3 separate regions of the Mus musculus genome follow, and regions 1 and 3 are each linked to region 2. Evidence: chromatin contacts called from public HiChIP or PLAC-seq and promoter capture Hi-C data. All regions are on one chromosome and are shown on one strand. The core of a region is the stretch at or near the end of the contact, and the rest is flanking DNA. Distances in the headings are between cores, read along the strand shown.

What was found. Promoter capture Hi-C pulls out the DNA fragments that hold promoters and counts their contacts. HiChIP or PLAC-seq counts read pairs in DNA pulled down with a chosen protein or histone mark.
Region 1: an H3K27ac HiChIP or PLAC-seq map of embryonic stem cells shows a contact between it and region 2, with 8 times the contacts expected there. The contact joins the enhancer-like site here to the promoter of BC048602 in region 2. A contact is called at or near these places in 1 of 39 promoter capture datasets (liver), 1 of 484 Hi-C or Micro-C datasets (bone marrow-derived macrophages), 5 of 115 datasets of contacts at active chromatin or transcription factors (embryonic hindbrain, embryonic stem cells, large pre-B cells and 1 more) and 1 of 9 other capture datasets (adipose tissue).
Region 3: a promoter capture Hi-C map of hippocampal neurons shows a contact between it and region 2, with 8 times the contacts expected there. The contact joins the promoter of Cox6c here to the promoter of BC048602 in region 2. A contact is called at or near these places in 13 of 39 promoter capture datasets (the SN4741 cell line, cranial neural crest, embryonic stem cells and 9 more), 1 of 484 Hi-C or Micro-C datasets (bone marrow-derived macrophages), 7 of 115 datasets of contacts at active chromatin or transcription factors (bone marrow-derived macrophages, embryonic hindbrain, embryonic limb bud and 4 more) and 2 of 9 other capture datasets (adipose tissue and macrophages).

The regions. Positions count from the first base shown.
Region 1 is chr15:36,125,829-36,128,528 of GRCm38.p6, forward strand. All of the region lies in intron 2 of Rgs22 (regulator of G-protein signalling 22), which reads right to left. Among named protein-coding and RNA genes, the nearest start is that of Rgs22, 13 kb to the right of the region's middle. Within about 2 kb of position 1,258, at least 35 of the 459 cell types and tissues checked have an H3K27ac peak or open chromatin away from gene starts, as enhancers often do. A contact at or near this core is called in embryonic stem cells, where this site is marked.
Region 2 is chr15:35,327,239-35,329,938 of GRCm38.p6, forward strand. It overlaps BC048602 (cDNA sequence BC048602), which reads right to left and starts at 1,297. Exons shown (of 3, transcript NR_045280.1): 1 at 1,142-1,297. It overlaps Gm33584 (a long non-coding RNA gene), which reads left to right and starts at 1,752. Exons shown (of 3, transcript XR_383923.3): 1 at 1,752-2,054; 2 at 2,276-2,365.
Region 3 is chr15:35,936,861-35,939,560 of GRCm38.p6, forward strand. It overlaps Cox6c (cytochrome c oxidase subunit 6C), which reads right to left and starts at 1,386. Exons shown (of 4, transcript NM_053071.2): 1 at 1,265-1,386; 2 at 295-424. The coding sequence starts at 411.

The DNA.
Region 1 (2,700 bases), core at 8-2,507, 800 kb after region 2:
CTTTGTTTTCGTTTTCATATTCCATTTCAGACATGAACTTTTCCTGAAATTCACGATGAGTGAGTTGGTATCTTCCAAATACCCAGCAATCTGTTGATGATTAAAGGAAAGAAAACAAAGATCATCCAGTGCGGTCTCAGCTCTCGTTGGTAAACTCTCCAGTTATAAACATGTCTACAAGTTGACATAACATTCCTAAGTGTCTCCTCTTGGATGCTGAGCAGCTCTTGTTGGGGACTGAGTATCTGGGGGACACTGGTGTCCCGCCTTTACTCCATGGTGAAGAGGTACTGTGGCACAGAGACAGTCATAGAAATTTAAAAGAATTATTTAAATGCATCAAATCAGCATTTCTTTCCGGAAGCTGTATCTTGCTTGCATTGCTATTGAGTACTGTTGATTTGGAGCAGCCATGACATGTGCATGGCTGCTCTGGCCTCTCAGCAGGAAATGAGTTCACTTCCCACCACATTAACCCGGTCACTGTGTAAACCAGAGAAGCTAGGCAAGTGCTGCATGTGCGTGCATGTTTTCCTGGGATTGAACACAGAATCTTGTGCTGGGAGGAAGAATTCTTCCACGAAGTTGTGTCTCTGGCCCTAAACCAATGAAGACCCAAAAGCTATTTACTTCCAGAGCCCTTGAATTATGTAAGGAAAAAAAAAAAAAAAAAAAAAGAAAAAACCTAGTCTTTAATCTGGTTTAGTAGCTTCTGCTTTTCTCATTAAATTTCCACAATCCAATTATTTGGAAATTTTTAAATTAATTAAATTTCCTAATTCAGGTCGTTATCTTCCAAATCTGTTGATCGTTAAAGGAACAACAACAACAACAATTGAATTCTGTTTCACCATTGCGTCATCCACAGATGCATCCACTGGTGCAACCTCAGCGCCCTGATGATGGAAGGGAGGGCCTCCGTTAGCGCTCACTACTCTTGAAACCTGGCTTCCAGCTTTCTACAGACTTGCCTCCAGTGAGAGTTCAGTCAGCCGGTTCACCTTCAGTGTAGACGTCTCAGTTTCTCACAGGAGTGGAGTAGGTAGTCTGCGCATGCGTGCCAGCGAGGGCAGCGTTGGTGGCGGCGGCTGCAGCTGCTGCTGCTGCTGCTGGAAGCCATCAATCAATTGGGTTGCTTTCTCGAAGCAGCACTCAACACAACTCTTTCTGGTTTTGCGTAGTGTGTAGGTCAGAGGACAGCTTTTACCCTCAGGCGTTAGTTCTAGTGTGGGTTCTGAAAAGGTCAGCTCAGGAACTTTGGGAAGGTCATGAAACACTTGCCCTCCGGAGGGGAGAGGCCAATTAACATGCCTCAGACCACAGGGCAGGAACTGACCTGAGGGTGGGGACACATTCCACAGGACGAACTGTTGCTCACCTTGACTAGGGTAAGCCCTTGTCACCTCTTTCCCTAAAGACCAATCAGCTTAAAGGGTGCACTGTTCTGTCAATCATATTGCGCCTAGTTGTTGATGCTCTGCTCTGCCCTTGGAAACCATATAAAAACTCGCTGAACTGGTGCTGGGGGTCGCCGCCTCTCCTTCAGCTCTGGGATGACCCCAGTGCACTGGAACAATAAATTCCTCTTGCTTTTTGCATTGATCCTGGCTCCACGTGGTTCACTCAGGGGATCCCTGGTAAACTAAGGCTCCCCAGAGTCTTACAGTTCTAGGGATCAAATGCATGTTGTCAAGTCTTAGAGGCAAGCCCCTGCTGAGCATCTCACTGGTCCTCAGTACAATTCCTTCCTCCCCACTATTATTTAACTCTAATCTCACATCTCAGCCAGTAGATTTTAATCTATCAAACCCTGACACCCAAGACTCTCTCCCTGTATAAAAGTCCTTCCAATTCTAATTTAAAAGAGATTGTGGTTCTCATTTTCTCCCCTTGTCCACATGGGGGATGTGGTAGTGTCTCTAAATCTTTTTTTTTTTTTTAAGGGACAACATTGAATTTCGGATGGCTTTACATTTTCAGTCCATTATCATCGTGACAGGATACATCTCAGCATCCAGGCAGGCATGTTGCTAGAGACAGAGCTGAGATTTCTACATCTTGTTCAAAATCCAGCCAGGAGAAGACATCTTCTAGGGAGCTAGGAGGAGGGTCTCCAAGCACACGCCTACAATGACTCATTTCCTCCAACAAGGCCACACCTACTCCATAAGGCTGTACCTGCTAAAAGTGACACTCCCTGTGACAAGCATATTCAAACTACCACATTTCACTCCCTGGTCACAATAGGATTGGCCAAACACATGAGACTATGGGAGCCATACCTATCCATAGCATAATGCAAAATAGTGTCTCTAAAACTTAACTGCACAATTAACACACTTGTAACTGCTCTTTCTGTTTCCCTGGAAAAGTTAGTGTCTGTTTGCTTTTTATTGCTGTGATAAAATGCTGATCACAACCAGCTTCGGAAGGAAAGGTTTTATTTCAGCTTACAGCTCCCAGGCCCATCATGGAGGGCAGTCAGGGCAGGGACTCCAGCCAGGAGCCTAGGAGGTAAGAGCTGAAGCAAAGGCTGGAGACGAATACTGCTGACTGGCTTGCTCCTCCTGGCCTGCTCAATTTGCTTTGTCATCCACTCCAGAACCACCTGCACCCAGGGACACCACCCACACTGGGCTAGGCCCTTCCACAACAGTTATTGATGAGGAAACTACCTCACAGCCATGCCTACAGGCTAAT
Region 2 (2,700 bases), core at 47-2,546:
AATAAACTTTCAAAACATTTATAACAATACTGTTTATAATAATAGCCTTTATCAGACTATCAAAATTATATGATTGGGGTTTCGTTGAATCATTTGCTAATCTACTGTTAGAGAAATAATGCAAAGATGAAATGAATTATTTAATTTATTGCCATGCTTAAATGCAGGGCCAAATTCTAATGGAGACTAGTGTGTAAACTCTGATCAGAGATTAGAAGAAATCTCCAAATCTGATGTCTTGTGGCCAGTATAGAGCCCCCAGTCCTGTGTAAATCATGGGTCCGCCTCAGTTATATGTGGTCTAGCCTCAGAGGGATAGGTTTCCCATTAAAGCAAACAGAGCCAGAGTTCGGTTTTCAAAGTGATTTGTGTCATTTTGAACAATTATTTGGCAGTGATTATAAATGACAGAATTCATGGGACATGAAGAAACCTGTCATCTGTTAATGTTTACTCTAATGTGTACGTGCATAATTCCCTAGCATAGCTTCCATTTCAAAGAAAATTCCCAGTGGCCCTATTGCAGCATGATTTGGAGATAATGTTGTTCTGGCCAAAATTAACCACGTCAGGACCTCAAAACATTAAACTTAAGATCTGTATGATTAGGGTTTTTTTTTTTTTTTTTTTTTTTTTTTTTTTTTTTTGTGGGTGGGTCAATGGCTATGGTTCAAGCAGATGTTAACGAGTTAGGCATCTTCCCAGGCTCTGCTAAACACAAAGCTTCAACCCGGTATACATGTGTCTGGTAGTGGAAGTCTACTGATCCTGTCCCCCAAACAAGGATAAAGTAAAGCTAGGTTAAATAGGTCTTTCTCTTTGGTAAGGTTAGATTAGGTTAAATAGCTTAGGAAAATTACATTGGAAACTAAATCTATTTAGCAAATGACCTTAAATTTGTGTAGCATTATTTATGAACCTCACCAAGATCCGCAGTGAACTGTCTGAAGCAGATACCTTGTTTGTTTTACTAGCAGCAACATAAGGCTCACTCACAGCTCTAGTTTATATCTGAAGTATAGGACAGCGCCAGGGCACAGCCGCCAGATTTGGTGTCTTAGTTTGAGTTTTATTGCTGTGAAGAGACACCGCGATCACAGCAACTCTTATGAAGAAAAACATTTAATTGGGGCTGGCTTACAGTTTCAGAGGTTCAGTCCATTGTCATCATGTCAGGAAGCATGGCAGCCTGCAGGTAGACATGGTGCTAGAGAGGGGCTGAGAGACAGGAAGAGGCAGTGAGCCACTAGGTCTGACTTCAGCTTCTGAGGCCTCCAAGCCCACCCCTTAGTGAAGCACTTCCTCCAATAGGGCAACACTTACGTCCACAGGGCCACGCCTCCTAACAGTGCCACTTCCTGTGGGCATATGAGAGCCATTTTCATTCAGACCGTCACATAGGGCTAGAAATATATTCTTTTATATATTTACCACTTGAACAGTACATTTTAAGTTGAAGTTTCCCCATCTCATTCTTTTCAAATTAGCCAATAGCCACCTTACTTCGATAAGGATATCATGAAGAAAATGACTGATTAAAATGTTGCAAAGACTCTGATTAAAAAATCGAGTCCACCACCGTCAGAATGTCCTCCACAGTAAGCAAACACCACTCTCCAGAGGCTACTTCTGCTCTTTGTTCTGTTAGTTTCATAAATTTGGAATGCAGCTCTTTGCTTAGCATTTGGATATGTCTCCTTATAGATTCCAATTTCATAAGTGAAGAGAATATATTTATACATCTTTTTAATAGATGTAGCATTATTCCTGTAGGGAATTAATCTTCACTGTGGACTTCCTGAGCTTACTGTCACCTAGGAGACAGACCTCTGGGTATGTCTATGACGGCATTTCTGGAGAAGTTTATCTGAGACTTACAATGACTGAGTGGAGGTGGCTGGGGTTCTAGACTGCGCACAAGGGAAAGGGGAGCGTCAGTATTTCCTGGCCTCCAGACGTGAGGAGTGGCAGCTGTGTGTGCGTGCTGCCAGGACCTCTGTTACAGCTTCCTGGCCCTGATGGACCTTCCTTCTGAACCTGAGAGTCGTTGAGAGGTAATGTATCACACCAGCAAGTGAGGTAATGAACACAGTACCCTACATGCTTGAACTTTAGTGGGTGTGATAAACACATGATAGTAAATGAGATTTATGTCTTCCTCATCTCTTTGCAAATTCTATTCACTCCTCAACGCCTGACTTAAATGCTACATCTTTAAAGTTCTCTAATCTCTCCCACCACTAAATTCTCTAATGCCCTGTGCTCTTCTCCCTAGTGCATTCATTCATCGTGTTCCAGGTGTGTAAGAGGAGTGTGTGCTCGAGCCCCACTCTCCCTAAAGGACGGAAGCTCCGCACAGTCAGCAGTCAGTGTCTTTGTGTGCCTTGAATGGTATCACTAAATGACAGAACCCAACATGTACAATCCAGTATGAATTCATGCAAATCCCTTATAAAGTTAAGTAAAAAACATATTATAAAGTTTAAAAGCAAGTAAAATTTAGATATCCAAAAATAGCTCATTGGAACTAGGGAAACTGCTCAGTGGGTAGCCTGTTTGGCTGCACAGTGTGAGAGATGGAGTTTAGATCTGCAGTACCCATGTAACAAGGCTGGCAGGAGTGGCAGCCCCCTCATAATCCCAGCAGTCCTGGGAAGTGGGGGTAAAGAATGCTGCGGCCAAGCTGGCCAGTGAGACTAA
Region 3 (2,700 bases), core at 136-2,635, 610 kb after region 2:
AGGCTTCTGTATTGGGTAGTATACCAACATTCCCTTGGTGCTCAGATCTCCAGACTTAGAGTAAATTATAACATCAGATTTCTTGGTTGTCAGCTTTACCTTGATACCTGGGAAGAGGGAACCTGTAATGACTGTGGCGCATTTTCATTTGAAGATAGGGTTTCTGTTACGTTGAAGCCTTTGGAAGGTAAATGAGGGAAATATCTTGAAGATAGAGTTTCTTTTTTAAACAGCTCTTAACTAGGTTTAAAAAATAATGTTTTAAACGAACAGCTTGTGACCTAAAGCACATACCTTATAGGCAGCGGCAACTCCCAGGGCCACAATGAATGCGCCAGCAATATGAACCCGCAGACGCTTGGCCAGAAGACCACGCATCTGTGGTTTGGGCAACAGCGCACCGGAACTCATGGTAGCCAATGTCCTTTGCGAGTAAAACAAGGAGGGGAAAAAAAAAAGGCTTGTAACAGGTTAAGTGATTGAATGAACTCTACATGCACAACGTAGTTTAGTATCTACAATCGCGGCCTAACCCCTCCTGCAAGGTCAATGACTTTGGCAACTTCATCTTTGCCCGCTCCTCTCCTACGCATTTCCACTACCCGCAACAAGGCGGTAACCAGCAACAAACCGATGAGCAAAAACCATGACAAAAGTGTCCCCCATCCACAGAAAGGCAGATGCGACCTAGCTGTTGCCTTTTCAGAATTCACCCTTAGGAAGAAAAGCCTTCGGGGAGAACTCAGGTCACTGAAGCTGTGGGACTAGAGCCCAGCAAGCGCCCCGAGGGCCGGTGGAGCAGGCGCGACAGATCGGGGACCCTCCAGCTTCCCAATTCTACTCCCACACCAGGCCGACCACCGGGGCCCCTCGGTGCCTGAGTCCCCTCCAAGGTCGCACCCCTTATCCAACTGGAGCACCAGCCCCCGCAGGTCAAACGACCCAATCAAGGTCAACCTGGCCGCGGCAAAATACAAGGGGAAACGGGCCCGGCCGGCCACCAGCGAGACCCTGAGGCTCCGCAGAGCTCCTCCGGAGCCCTAAGAGCGCACGCGGGGAGATGGCGGGGCCGCCCGAGTTCAGGCCGGTCAGGCCCGCAGCCTCCTGAGGACGCGGCGGGGGCAACGCGCCCACGAGGAAGGCAGGCCCGAGGCTCCACTGGGCTGTGACGTGCAAGACATCCTAGTTCGCCGCCCCCACGAGAAGCCGAGAAACCCGCAGTTGTCAAACCCCAGAATCTCCTCTCTCTCTCCACCATTCTCACCTCTACACCAACGTCCTTCCCGGTTCTCGGAGAAACGGAGAGCCTTCCAGCAGCACGCATGCGCAAGAGTCGATGGAGGACCCGGCGACGGTGGCCTAAGGAGTCCAAAAGTATTCAAGCGCGCATCCAGCCGGTCACAGCTGAAATTTATGCCAGTTACACTATGTCTTTTTTTTTTTTTTTTTTCCCTAAACAGGACCTTGAAAACGAGTCCTGACTACCTACAAAGGTTTCTTCAGTAAATTACAAATATTAATCTTGTCCGGTGTTGTGAACTTATTAAGGAATTCGTATATATTTCACATGTGGGGAAAAAATAATATACTCTATAAAGGCACTACATCATCTGAGAGCTTTTTTTTTCTAAATGCCCAACCTTGAGAAAAGGCATATCTTGGGGGACATGACATTTGTGTCAAAGGATTGCCCAAACCACATGAATAAGCATTTTCATTACAACTACCTCGGCACAATAAACGCTTGGTTTTTGGCAAAGAGCGAGAAAGGCCAATTTCAGAGTTTAACATGTAATTTTAGAACCGATGCTGTGGAACAAACTAGAGATGTGATCCCACTCCACTGCCAGACTCAATGATCTGCTTAACAAATCGTAATGGGTATTTGTGTCGGGTTCTTAATAAAAAATAACGTGTGAACGGGAACAACAGGGATGTTTTTGGAAAGCCGACTAAAGATGACTTTTCGTGCCTTGGGACGTTTATCTTACTTCAGTGACATCAACTAGATTCACAGGTGTTACTTAAGTCAGCTGAGTAAGCCTACTTTATATATATGCAGGGTTTGAGAGGGCTTAGGAACCCTGCTTGAGCAGTGACACATGCACCATCACACTATATGGAGAATAACTGAAGGTGTGAAACCACTGAACTGAACCCATGGTTACAAAGAAAGGTTCACGGGATCAGAGTACCAGGGCTACGGTTAATCCCACCCGGTGAGAATAGTGAAAACGGCTACTGTAAGTTTTGAACCAAATTTAAAACAAGCTTTATTAAGCATTGGCCAGTTCAGTGGACACTGTCAGGTGCATACCTAGGAATCCCAAAATACATCGCCACATTACAACTCAGTCAGAGGCTTATAAAGGCAACCCCCAAAGGGTCAGTACTTCCCACCTTCGTCCAATCAGGGGCACGCTTAGATCCCAATGTATTTCCTTATGAACCTCCAGCCTACCTCCACCTGTGTGTGATCAAGCTTATCCTGTAAAGTTGGGGCAAGTGAGGTTGTTTACAGAAGAGAAAACACCATAGTTCACTATCTTACATAAGTAACAGCCCCCAGCACTCCAGAGATTATCTGCCCTTGGGCAAGTGAGGCTTACAGGTTAGAGGCATGTTTGATTGATAGATCTCTTAAGCCCAGTAATTTAAACTTAGAATACAACTTTAGCCTTCAAGCAGATTTTATATGAC